Linked DNA regions of Hordeum vulgare: region 1 is linked to region 2. The links are chromatin contacts, called in public Hi-C maps. All regions are on one chromosome and are shown on one strand. Each heading gives the region's core, a stretch centred on a gene start, on an enhancer-like site or on the middle of the called end of the contact. The rest is flanking DNA. Distances are from core to core; before and after follow the strand shown. Region 1 holds the start of LOC123426795. Region 2 holds the start of LOC123426793 (auxin response factor 9).

Region 1 (7,077 bases), core at 1,649-4,148, 330 kb before region 2:
AAAACAGATGCTTGGCCAACATCATTATCCACGCCAGCCAATATGTCCTCAATTAAGTTACTGTCAGCCCAACTATGAGCATCCTTCAGGAGCTTAATTTTGTTATCAGATGAAGAGTTTACACCAAAATTTGTTCGCACCGTGTGATCAGTCAAATGCTTATTTCCGTTTTCCTTACCAACAACTGCAAATTCAACAGGGGGGCGAATCACTGATGCAAAAGGCTTTGCCTTTGGAATATTATTATTTTCTATAGCTGAGCTGCTGGCAGAACTGAAGCCTCTAGACCCCGAGAGAGCAGGAAATGAGTTGACATCAACATCATCCCTTCCATCAGCTGTGCCACGCAACCTGCGATCGAAAGCAGCCCACCCCGAATTGGGGATCTTCGGTCTATACATGTTTACAGTTGACAGCCAATGAATGGCCTTGTTTTAGCTTAAATAGATAAGACCCCAACGCTCGCCGGAAGGATGCTGGGTAGTGGGTCCCCTTCGTTTTACTTCCTTCAACCAATCAAGAAATCCACCAATTTCCACCTAGAACGTGGGCAAAGATGTCAACCCACTTCATCTAATACAACCTTGTAATAAAACGTTCAAAAGTGGCAAAACTTGGAACACAACATATCATTAACAGTAAATAAATAAGTTCAAGATCTACACATTCGACACCATTTTTTTTGCCTTTTTATAACAAGGTTCTGTTTAACTTAACATGTTTGTCACATTAAACCTTATTAGTACCAACGAGTCTTTGCATGAGTTACAGAAAAAAGTTACAATACAAATAAGTGGACCTTTGACTAATTGACTTGAATGTCTAACAGTAAGCCCTATGATTTTATAAGTTCCAAATAGACCTATGATTGTGTATGTTTGTTTCTAGTAACCGTTTAAGGTACAAACTGTCACACTGCACCGTACAAACCAGTGTCCTGTTTAAAATATAGCCTTGAGGTTATTTTCTTTGACACAGCTGGTACTACTGATTGTCAAATTCAGTTAGCAAGCAGGGCAACTCCGTTTCCGTTCAGTTTTTCGCCAGGATTTGCCTTGCTTGCAAACTAAAACTGCCATCCTTTACTGAATCTTCTTTTCTGGTAGTCCAACCCTCTTTCGCTTCCCCCAGACACAAGCCCTCACAAATTTAACAGCTATCCAATAGAAATTCGCATAGATTGATAACACAGGCAACCCACCCCGCAAGCTCCAGCCGCACGCAGCCTAAAGCTTCCCCCGTGATCTCTACTCGCTATTCACTATTCAGATAGACCAGCTGGCGCACGTACGTACGTACCTCTGCAAAAGGGTGTTGTTATTTGGGGGCGTTGACCCAGAGCTCACGGAACCACGGCGTGGAGGGCGCCGGTGAGAAGGGCAGACCGGAGGGGCGGGGGGAGACGCTGCTCTTCGCTTCACAAGTCCGGGCTGCAGCGTTCCTTCCGAAATCCATAAACTGCGGCGGCGGCGGCGGGAGGATTCCGGAGAGCGAACGCGGGGGGAATCTCTTTTTTTTCTTCTGCTGCTGCTGTCCGCGAGGTCGCGAAGGGTAACAAACAAACTCGTGGGCGGGGAGGGGAAGGCCGTCATTATATATGGCCAGGCCAGGGTAGGTGGTGATGTGTCCTCTTTCCGATTCGGACGGTGGAGGTAAAAAGCGCGTGCCATGGCAAGGAAAGTTCGTGCTGGACTTGGTACGCGTTTCCGTTCCCGGCAAGGAGTTGACTACAGAAACGCGGTTGGGCCTAGGTCTTCTGGGCCGTGACGGGCTGGGAATGCAGCGTGTGTATGCAGTCCTTTTTTTTTTTCATTAGCCACACGTCATCTGCAGATCAGCAGAAAGATGGTGTACCTGCAGAAGAGCAGATCAGCGGAAAGAGCTTTGCATTGTCAAAGAGGCGTGGGTGCAGTGGACCCGACCCCACACGTCATCTGCACTAGTGCACCATGCACTACTACAGACGATCTCGACCCGCCGCACTGCCGCAGCCTAGTACAACAAGCGAGCTGGATGAGAGTTCTCACCCTCACTCCAGCTACTTATGTTGCTTCATCGGCCAGGTTGACGCTGTTAACAGACCTCCAATCAGATTTCCCGAAAAAAAATGACATTGCTGAAATTCCTAATTCCAGTGAGTCAGCAACTGTCACCAAGATCTCCAGAGTAGTGAACCTGCCATCAAGGAGTTAAGTTTATTAGTTCCAACTTCTTTCAGGAGTCCTTCTGCAAAAAAAGAAGAAAAAAACTTCTTTCAGGAGTCGCATTGGGCACCTTTCATTAATCAAATCTCGACTCCTGTTCTTAAGACAAGAGCCGTGCCAGACAGCCAGAAAGTGCATGCTGATACAACTTTATAAAGCAAACAATTCCATTGCCCACTATGATTGCCATTATAGTTTTACTAGTTTACCAGAGGAAGGATCGTCAGAAAGGTAAATTGTAAGGCATACATGCAGGATTTAGGTACAAGTACTCCCTCCGTCCGTAATTACTTGTCGCGGAAATGGATAAAAATGGATGTACTTAAAACTAAAATACATCTAGATGCATCCATTTCTCCGACAAGAAATTCGGGACGGAGGGAGTATTAAGGATAAGGTTACAGCAGCCCATATGAAAAAGAATGCTTTCTTGCAAGTCTCACCCAAAGCAAAACAAGCAATACTTTTTCCTCTGGAGGTAAAATTAATCAGCAGCAACCATATTTTGTAGTTCAGGGTCATAATACAACATTAACAAGACAACAAAATGTCAGAAACAAACAACATTGTTGTGATGTAAGGCATGAAAAATGAGATGTGACTGAACCTTGATTGGTACTGGGTAGAAAGCCTAAGAAAATTCCAATGGAAGTGGCACATGATATATTTGATGCTTGCTTCAACTCCAAGATGCATGTCATGGCCCGTAGCCATGTTACTTATTTGTCTCAACTCTGCCAATAGGATGAATTTGTTAGCATAAACATAAGAAGAAATTGATACAAAGTTATCAAGTTCATCCACAGTTCAACCAGGCCGGATGTCAGGAGACAAATGTGAGTGCACAAAATTCAATCTAGTAATGCTTTCTTGGACACGTCTGGCAGCATGCCATTTTGTTTACAAAAGCGGTATGGTAGCGCAAATGACCAAAATGCAAGCAAGTAATGTGGTTAGGTAATTTCGTATTTGCATACCTCAGAAGGATAAATACTATGGATGGGAAGATCTCCAAAGAAATGTTTGAGAAGAAAAACTCCAATTCAAGTTTCTGCAATCCTGTGACCAGGTCAATTGCACTAATATTGAAACTTGTCACTGAATGTTCTTTGCCTGCTTGTGCATCTTTGATTTGCTGATACAAAAATCTAACCATGTCGTAGGTAAAATAACCATCTTGGTGCCTAACATCACTGGCTATAAACAAGTGCCTGGCTGCATCCTGCAGGTTTCTTCATAGCCTTGGACTTCATCAATTTCCTGACTTGCTCCACACCATCCCATTTCTCATCAGCCGCATATATGTTTGACACGATGATATAGTTCCCAATGTCCCCAACCCCCAGGGAGAACAAGTGATCAGCTGCGAGCTGGCCGATTCTGACCTCTCCATGGACCTTGCATGCTCCTAACAGAGAACCCCATATATTTGCATTGACCATGTGAGGGGGCATATCCAATGCAAAACTGTATGCGTCTTGGAGACGCCCGCCGCGGGCAAGAAGGTCAACCATGCATGTGTAGTGCTCTGCTGTCGGTTCAACTCTGTAAATATCTCTGGCAAATTTGAAAACCTTGATTCCTGCATCAACAAGCCCAGCATGACTGCAGGCTGACAGCAGAGCAGTTAGAGCTACATGGTCTGGCTTAATGTCAAGCGTAAGCATTTCAGAAAACAGCTCCACTGCCTCTTCTGCCATTCCATGCATTGCATAGCCTCCTATCATGGCAGTGAATGTGACCAGGTCCTTGTTAGGGCTAACTCGAAATAGGTTGTATGCATTGGTTATATTCCCGCACTTTGAATATGCATCAAGAAGTGCTCCTTCAAGATGGATGTCTTCTAGGGATGTTCTGAGCATGTAGCTATGGCATTGTTTCACAAGTTGTACCGAACTCAAATGGATGCAAGCCAGGAGAATATTTGTAATGCCAACAGTATCAGGACACTGCAACTGATGAAACAGACTGAAAGCTTGATCACACATATTATTACGTGCATACAACTGGATCATGAGATTCCATGTTGTCCTATCTTTCTCAGGCATTTGGTTGAAGATTCTCTCAGCTTGATCTACACTGTTATTTTTCATGTAGCAAGAAATCATAGTATTGCCTGTTACAATGTTCCGACCGGCTAGGTTTCTGAAAAGTATATCTGCATCCTGCGGCTGACCACACTTTGCATATGCATCTAGAATAGCATTTGCAACTGATATTTCCCCAATGTAACCAACTCGCAAGGAATATGCATGAGCTTCCCGAACCCTCTTAGCACCACAGAAGGTACTCATGCGGATAAAATTTAAGATTGTGACTGGGTCACAACGAGTTACCTTGCGGCACATTTCACAGAAGAGTTCGGCGAACTCCTCAATATGTTCTTTTCTGTTAGCACAGCCTGATAGAATTGCATTCCATGATACTGAATCCTTGTCCAAAATATCAGCGAAAGAATGAATAGCATCATCAAATCTGTCACACTGGTTATAGAAACTAATAAGAGCATTCATTAAGGATGTGTCCTGGCGATGTACTGGATGCCGATAAATATAACCATGGACCGCCATCCCACCTTTCACATCACCTACTTGAGCACAAGCAGTGAGCAGACTAATGAAAGAAACAGAATCAGGGGTCATTCCTGTAGACAGAAGCCTATGGAACAGGCCTAACACCCTAGAGTGGCACCCGTTCATCACATATCCAGCAATTATTGTGTTCCATGTAACAATATCTCTCGAATTCATACTTCTGAATATTGATTCCACAACCCCCATTTCACACAACTTGGAGTAATGAGTCATCAGCGCGTTACAAACAGATATGTCCATATATAAGCCAAACCGGAACACGAAACCATGCACTTCTTTGCCATAGTTCCTCCCATACTCCATGAACGAGCATACAGGAAGAATGTTAGCTACTGTTGAATAATTCGGAAGACATCCCTCAGAGATCATCTGACCAAATCGTACAAGTGCTTCTTCGAACAACCCATTCTCGGAGTATCCTGCGATGATCGAATTCCACGAAACAACGTCCTTGCAATGAATTGAAGAAAAGGCTCTATGCACATCATCCGTGATTCCACCTGCGCCACATTTTGCATACATGGACACCAATGCATTCCCACACAAAGTATCAGATTCCAACCCAGTCTTGACGGCATAGCCATGGACACTCCTCCCAGCCGTCAAATCTCTCAACTTTGCACATACCGGAATGACGACAGCCACGGTGACCGCAGTTGGCATGCTCTCATCTACACCACACGCAAGCATCGACCGGAACAAGGCAAATACGTCGTCAAAAAACCCAGCCCGGGAGGACCCAGTGATCAGGATGTTCCAACATACCGCGTCAGGGCAGCCCATTTCATCAAACACCAGGCGGGCGTCCGTGAGAGCCCCACACCTCCCGTACATGTCCATGATCGCCTTCGCCACCGCCACGCCCGCAGCGTTCCCGAGCCTGACAACAAACCCGTGGAGGCACCTCCCCAGGGCGCCGCCGTCGGGGAGCGCCGACGCCGACTTGATCGCCGCAGCAAACGCGAGCCTGTCGGGCCGGAGGCCCCGCCCGAGTATCCCGCGGACGAGACAGACGGACCCGTGGTGATCCCCGCTCGCGGTGCGCGACCTGAGCAGCGCACTGCACTGCCTGTGGTCCGGTGCAGGCATCGCGCCGAACACATTGTGCGCGTCGCCGGTGTGGAAAAACCGGTTCCAGCCGAGAGCGGCATGAGCGACACGCGGGGAGGTCGTCGGAGAGCAGCATCCGCGTTTGGCCAGCCTTGTGAGGAGGAGCATAGCTCAGCGGAAGGTCCAGTGTGGAGAATGGCGTGCCGCGGTGCCGGCGTGGGCATGGGAGGCCTTCGCACGTTTGCTGCGGCGCGGCGACGTAGGTGGGCACGGCGCGGGCCGCAGCCGCGCGCTCTGGCAAAGGGAGGAAATGATGGGCCTGAGAGGGGATGAGCCTAGCGTTACGGAGCATCTCCAATCATCATAACGGGCTATTTTGACCCAAACAAATCGAACTCAGACTAACGATTTTTATGGCAAATTGGGGCTGCTAGGCGGGATCAGTATTAAACATCCGCCACCACCCGAATGACGCGCTTGCAGCCATCCGATCTACCTATTGATATGTACATTCGTCATCAAGATAACCGTCATATCTTCGTGTGCAGCCATCCGCAGCCGTTCGATCACATGTCGTAATTTTTATAACATGTCATAATTTTTCTAATATGGATGAGAAGATGTCATAATTTTTGCAATATGCCGTAATTTTTGTAACATTGACCAAAATATGTCGTAATTTTTACAACATGCCGTAATTTTTGCAATATAATTTTCTGCAACATGGTCGTTGTTTATGCAACATCATCATTGTTTTAGTAATTGTTTATGTAACGCGTCCGTTATTTCAGAAATTATTTTTAGAATGCGGCCGTTGTTTTTGAAACTGGTTTGTTGTTTCAGGAATTTATGTGTCAGGAAAAACTTAAATCCAGCCGCTCGCCCTCCCAGCCAGATGAGCCACACGATCGGACGGCCACGAAGCCGACGGACGAGCACGCGCGATCGGCTGGTAGAAGGTAATATTTTCCCAAATTTAATTATCACGCATGATGGCAATGTCCTAGCAATTATGGTAAATCTTTGCCAAGTTCAATTTTTTACCAGGATTTGTCATGGTTAAAAGTCTGAAGTTCGATTTTTAACATCACAATAATAGTACATCTATGATGGTCAAAATAATTCTACATCTATGGACAAGCTACAAAAGTTTCAAGTAAACTTTCTCACTAACCATTCCGCGGATCTCATGGGGGTGGACCCCATTTTGCAAAGATCTAGAGACCTGA
Region 2 (6,500 bases), core at 1,438-3,937:
CGGAACAAAGGCCGCTGGCTGTTGAGGTGGTGATGGACCAACACGGCAGCCAATACCTCCTCCTCGTCATCGGACGACGAATTGTCGGAGTTGCAAAGGAAATTGCGAAAAAAGAACTCCTCGACGGAGTCCATTTTGTACCTTGGCAAACTATCGAACAACTTGCGGGCGTCGACGAAGGAGACGACTGTCGAAGGGAGTTGCGGCGCGTACGGACCAACTAGCTGCCATGCCGGCGTCCGACGAGCGTGCCGGTGAGGATCTGGCCGGGTGGCGAGGCATCTTCTTGGTCGTGGCGGTTGTTGTTGTGGTGGTGGTGGTGGAGTGGGAAGCAGTCGGCTCCCCGGCGGCAAGATGGCGGAGACGGGCGACGTGGGAGTGGGCGGATGTGGAAGCGCCGACAGCTGGCAGAATCGCCGAAAAAATGGGCGGCGGCGTCGGCGACGAAGGAGGCGGGCGAGGGTTGGATGGGGGGAGGCCAATGTGCCACCGACCAGCGGGCCCGGGGAGGAAAAGACGAGCGTGCGCGCGTCCGTCGTGTGTCCGCCCCGACACAAATTCGGCTAAAAAATAAGCTGGAAATGGATCGCCCGCGGACGAAAACCGGACGCACGTTCGTTTAGATCGGCGCGTTGGACCGCCTTTTATGTCCGCATTGACCCAAACGGACGGCGACGGACGACATGAGACGCCCCATTGCAGTTGCTCTAAAAGATCCTACGAAATTTCAAAAAGTTACAATTAACCAAGACCATCATGGTCATATCAATGTTTTTTTTTCTAAGGGGACATGGGTTGTTTTCATTCGTGGCATCGTCGGTTTGTCCGCTCACGCGATCAAATCAACGTGCCCGATCGGGCCATAAGTCACAATCGTGCCGTCTTAAATTGCCCGGCGAACGGTCAAATGAAGTCACTGGAGAGGAGAGCCAAGCTAGAAAAGAAAAGAAAGAATGTATTCGGAGTTTCCGGGAACTAGTCCAGGCCCCCTATGCCCTTGCCAATGCCATGTATGGTCCGGCAGGGAGGCAGCTACCAAACCAAAGGTCGCTCTCGCTTTTTTGTTTTTTCCTTTCAATTCAATCCCGGATCAGTGAGAATCGAGGGGACGAGACGTACACAAAACACCGAGAGACAGACCGTGCGTGGGATTCGACGGACAACGACGCGCCCACTACCCTCTGGCTCCGTCGTCGTCTTCTCTTCCCCCCTCGTTGGCGTCCCTTTGTCATGTCACTTGGTTTTTCCACACCCATCTTCTCGTCCATTTTGCTGCCGGGAAACATCACTAGTCCCTACTGATATTTCCGTCCAGCTATAGTAGTAGTACGAGCAAAGCGTATTCCACGGGCAAATTTACCGGGTCAACACAAGGCGCCTCATTTTCCAACATACTGGAGTAGGGAAGGGCAGATGCTGCTGGTTGCAACAGTCCACGCCACCAACTTGGCACTGTGCTGCACTGAATTCGGCAGCACACCAGACTACACTACCACTACGTACCAGCACTACTACCAGTGTGGAATTGAATTAAAACACATGAGATGAAAGAAGGAAACCATTCATTCATTCATTCATTTCTCTTGGATTCTCCACTCCACTCCACTCCACTCATCGCGTCCACGCGTCAACGGCGCTGCCTCCCGCGGATGGATGGATGGATGGATGGAGTCGAGCTCGAGCTCGAGCGAGCACAGCAGTGCACTGGTCCAGGCAGCCGCGTTGCTGGACCTCGCGATGCAATTGCAGCCGCTCGGTGGTGTGGTGTCACATGCGCCATCGCATTCCCACATGGGTGGCTGGCTGCACGCGCGCCCTTGCTGTGACAGCTTGCTTGCTCGGGGCTACGTACAGAAAAGGAGGAGGCGTACGTAAGGTGGCCGCCTGCCCCTCTGCTTTAGTTGCCGCGACATGACTGGCTCCGTGGTGGGTGCGGTTGCATGCCGGGTCGGTGAGGGACATGCTAATGGGCTATACTACTCCAGGCAGCTGCTACTACGCCGTGGCTGGCGCCGGAGACCTCACGTCGGTCGGAGTACGCACCGCATTTTGGCCGGTCAAGCCGAGCGAGCCAAAAAAAGAAGGTAGGGAGAGGAAGTGTCGGCGTGGAGCAGAGGATCCCCGGGCCGTGCGGGCGGCAGTGGCACTGGCAGTGAGCGAGGGAGCGAGCGTGACGACACGACGCGGCGGAGTACGCTGCGGCCATCACGAAAGATTCGCGCGGCCGGGGCGGAGCAGCGTACGCGCGAGAGACGGCCACTGTATGAATGGCGGGTGGGCCCGGTGCCACTGTGGTTCGGATCCGTGCCGTGCCGTGGCATGGCTCCTCCCCTCCAACAGGGCGTGTTCCTCGTGTGGCGTGGGTACCGTAACGGGAAAGCCGTGCGAGCCGGCTGGGCTGATCCAACAACCCTCTACAGCAGCAGACACCGATCCGTCGCCATCAAGATCCATCCAAGGCCACAGGAACACACGGGCACAACAGGGGAGGGGAGGCCCTCCCCTCCGGCGAAACCAAAGCACGGGCGCCCAAATGCAAATCCTATCCGCACCGCCGACCCACCCAACCCAACCCACCCGCACCGCTTGCCCATCCACCCGTGACCCGCCTGTCCCCTCTGCCTCCTCGGCCTCGTGCAGCTCCCCCTCCCCTCCTCTCCTCCCCCTTCCTTCGACCGCGACCGCGACCGCCGCTCGCTGTCAAAACCCAGCCCAGCAGAGAGCAGACCAGTCGACTCAGTCACGAGCAGCCAAATCCCAAGCCAACCCACACACCTCACCTTCCTCCCTCCTCCTCACCACACACGCTACACGCCACCTCCTCCCCGATCCCCTTCCCCTCCCCCGAGAGCAGCCCCCACGTGACCCGGATCCGACCGCGCCCCCGGCCTCGTCCCCCGTCCACGGCCGCGCCGCCCAATTCGCGGCAATTCCTCGATTCCGGCCCGGCCGCAAGCAAGGCCTGCGAGGGCAGATCCATGGAGCTGAGCCGGCCGCCGCGTCCACTCTAGCGCATCGCGAGGAGCTCCTGGTCTCGTCGCTCACCGAGAATTCTCCCACCGTTTGGCTCCGCAGCGATGGCTGCGGCGATGCACATGCCGAATCCTTCCGCGGCCGGTGCCCCAGGTTCGATTCGCCGCCCTCTCTTGTCGCAGTTTCCGTCCTGCCTTTCCGGGAACTGCTTCGGTAAAAAGTTGGTCCGGTTTCTCTCTCGTGGTAAGTTAGGCTTCGCCCGTACTGAGAGACGGTAGCTGATTAAGTGGACTCGGCTAGTTGACTGTTTGTGTAGAAAATTTAGCCAAGCCTCAACTAACTTGAGTTGAGCCGATGCCGATAAATAAACCGTATTGCATGCCAGCCTGTCCATTTTGTTCCCAGTATTTTGGCTGCAATCGCTCCTGTTGATCCGGGTAAATCGCCCTCTATTCAAAGTAATCACGGTGTTTGCGCAATTTTCTGTATTGTTTAGTACCGCACCTTACGGAGTGATGGGTTGCTCTCTCATGCCGATGCCTGTGATGTGAATTGTGATTCGCTTCCTTTTTTCTTCTTCAGAGGCGCGATCCATCCAATTGGAAAAGTATGGATATTCTTGCGACTTAGTATTTTCTATTTTTGTTAATATGCTTGATTTGTGTTGACCCACCCAACCCACCAAGCTGCCCCGCACTGCCGATAAATAGGACTATCGGACACTTCAGTTGGGTAGATTTTTGTGCTTGAACCTTTCTAACTATGATTAGAAAAAATCATGATAAATGATTAAATCTTGACAATCGAAAATTTAGAAAGCAAATAGTGTCGTACCATGTATCCTTCGTCTCTGATGACTTAATATTGTAAATCAATTGCTTCCATGTAGGAATCTTTAGCGATGCACTATTCCGGGAGCTATGGCATGCTTGTGCCGGTCCCCTGATCACGGTACCCAGACAAGGCGAACGAGTCTATTACTTTCCCCAGGGTCATATGGAACAGGTACAAACCGGTTTATATATCTTTTCTGCCTGTCTCATTTGATCAATTCTTCTTGGTAGATATAATATTTTTCTCAAACTGATCATGATTTGCTGTATAGCTTGAGGCATCTACAAACCAGCAGCTTGACCAGTACCTGCCGATGTTCAACCTACCATCCAAAATCCTATGCAGCGTGGTCAACGTAGAGCTCCGGGTCAGTGTCTTTTTTACCTGCCCGCTGCAACATCTTTTCTTTTCTTGGAGTGTCTGGGAAATGGTTGGTCTGTCTATGCGCCTAGAAATATTATTCTTTGCTAACCGGCTGAACTTGTTAATGCAGACGGAAGCTGATTCAGATGAAGTTTACGCTCAAATTATGCTGCAACCAGAGGCTAAAGTGAGTCTTCCTGTTTTAGCTATTGCTAACATGCAAATGGCTTATATTATGCCTTTTGCATGTTGCAATGTACTTTGTTAGTTCAGTTTCATGTTCCTGTTTACATGTACATTCATTAATTTCCCTGTTTGAATCCCCTTAATTAGCAAGATGAGCTCACAAGCTTGGGTCCTGAGCCACAAGAACTCGAGAAAGGCACCATACATTCCTTTTGCAAGACACTGACAGCTTCGGATACGAGTACCCATGGAGGTTTCTCTGTTCTTAGGAGACATGCTGAAGAGTGTCTTCCTCCGCTGGTTAGCATTGGAAGCATTTTTCTTTTACTCCAGTTGATGTCTACACAACTTCTGGCTTATTGAATGGTAGGGTTGCTTTGCAGGACATGTCTCAGAATCCACCATGTCAAGAACTGGTAGCCAAAGATCTCCATGGAACTGAGTGGCATTTTCGTCACATATTTCGGGGTGAGTTTCCAATTTGAGCATTCAGCTTGAAGCCCCAATAAAATTCCTGTCGCTGTGTTCTTATTGTTTAATTGTTTTGGTGTAGCACTTCATGTCAGAATTGAATGCTGAATTCTTACCACTGCAGAAACTTGCAGCATATACTGATCCGTTACTTCATGACTATGTGTGAACTCTTTCTCCCTCTGTCTGGTTCTATCTCACGCCTTCCGGTTGTTTTGTGTTTCAGGACAACCTAGGCGACATCTACTTACAACTGGCTGGAGTGTCTTTGTTAGCTCAAAAAGATTGGTTGCTGGTGATGCATTTATCTTTCTGAGGTACACAATACAGTACTGTAATCTTGTCACGTGGAGGCTATTTTTTATACATTTGCACCTCTCCTGTCTCGGCTTAATTCTGGTGAATGGTAATAAGTAATATTTGTATCATTTGCAGAGGTGAAAATGGCGAGTTGCGGGTTGGAGTAAGGAGGCATATGAGACAAGTAAATAACATGCCATCATCTGTCATATCAAGCCACAGCATGCATCTTGGAGTCCTTGCAACAGCCTCCCATGCAATCTCCACTGGGACCCTGTTCTCTGTTTTCTATAAACCCAGGTAAGGTTCAACCCGTTTTCATCTTTGTTATGCCCGTTGCTGCATGGTAATTCTTATTTCTGGCAACCAAGCAATAATGCAAGATATAGAACATTACCGCTAATGCAAGATAATAAAGATTTTTTTCGCAGTTTTTACCTAATTGCTAGGGCAATTCCTTATGTATGTTGTACATTCTGCTTAGGTGTGAGATAGAAACTCTTGCTCATTTGGTCTATTATACCTGTTATGCATTTATGTCCGAGAATTCACCCAACTATTGTTTCTTTTTACGGAAGTGGGACAGCATTATGGTTGTCGTAATGAGTATTAACAATTGGCGAATTATATTTTTTTCCATACAATCTGGTGTATAAGGCTTAACGGGCCTCTCTGATTTTATTTCCAGAACAAGTCAATCTGAGTTTGTGGTGAGTGTTAACAAGTACCTTGAAGCGAAGAAGCAGAACACTTCCGTTGGAATGAGATTTAAGATGAAATTTGAAGGCGATGAAGCTCTTGAAAGAAGGTAACCTGGGATTGCTTTTGCCAAGAGATGTTGGCTTTGCTCCAACCATCTAGGTGGATATGACAAACATTTCTCTGGTTACAGATTCAGTGGAACAATTATTGGTATTGGGAGCACGCCGACAATGTCAACATCTCCATGGGCAGATTCTGATTGGAAATCTCTGAAGGTATGAAGATTCTGTGTTTTTCAGGGTTCAACTAGAGCTACAGTTGTTCTGGAGTGCTGTAGTGGTGCATTATCATGTTTCCGTGTTTGCTTTTCACATCTGATTCTGTCCTATAATTATTGCCAGGTCCAATGGGATGAGCCTTCATCCATTCTTCGTCCAGATAGAGTTTCACCATGGGAATTGGAGCCACTGGATGCAGCTAACCCACAACCCCCTCAACCTCCACTTAGAAATAAGCGTCCCCGACTTCCAGCTTCACCTTCTGTGGTTCCAGAACTTGCTCCCAAATTTGGTAAGATATATGAACTCCTTAGCACCTGTTACGATTAATATATGTAGTTTATGGAAGCAATGCTCAGCTCTCTCAGTCATGAATATCCTATTTATATATCC

The links. Hi-C and Micro-C count contacts between places; a contact is called where the count stands out from the background.
Region 1: a Hi-C map of leaf shows a contact between it and region 2, with 6 times the contacts expected there. The contact joins the promoter of LOC123426795 here to the promoter of LOC123426793 in region 2. A contact is called at or near these places in 3 of 6 Hi-C or Micro-C datasets (leaf, seedling and an unstated tissue) and 1 of 1 datasets of contacts at active chromatin or transcription factors (embryo).

What each region holds. Positions count from the first base shown.
Region 1 is chr2H:489,505,859-489,512,935 of MorexV3_pseudomolecules_assembly, reverse strand. It overlaps LOC123426795, which reads right to left and starts at 2,898. Exons shown (of 5, transcript XM_045110684.1): 1 at 2,812-2,898; 2 at 1,300-2,226; 3 at 1-539. The coding sequence starts at 401. LOC123426794 (putative pentatricopeptide repeat-containing protein At5g08490) reads right to left here and starts at 6,153. Exons shown (of 3, transcript XM_045110683.1): 1 at 3,420-6,153; 2 at 3,182-3,418; 3 at 2,616-2,938. The coding sequence starts at 6,016. The coding sequence ends at 2,920.
Region 2 is chr2H:489,174,439-489,180,938 of MorexV3_pseudomolecules_assembly, reverse strand. LOC123426793 (auxin response factor 9) reads left to right here and starts at 2,687. Exons shown (of 14, transcript XM_045110682.1): 1 at 2,687-3,126; 2 at 3,863-3,978; 3 at 4,079-4,174; 4 at 4,301-4,357; 5 at 4,504-4,656; 6 at 4,740-4,824; 7 at 5,054-5,144; 8 at 5,263-5,427; 9 at 5,816-5,935; 10 at 6,020-6,104; 11 at 6,231-6,399. The coding sequence starts at 3,078.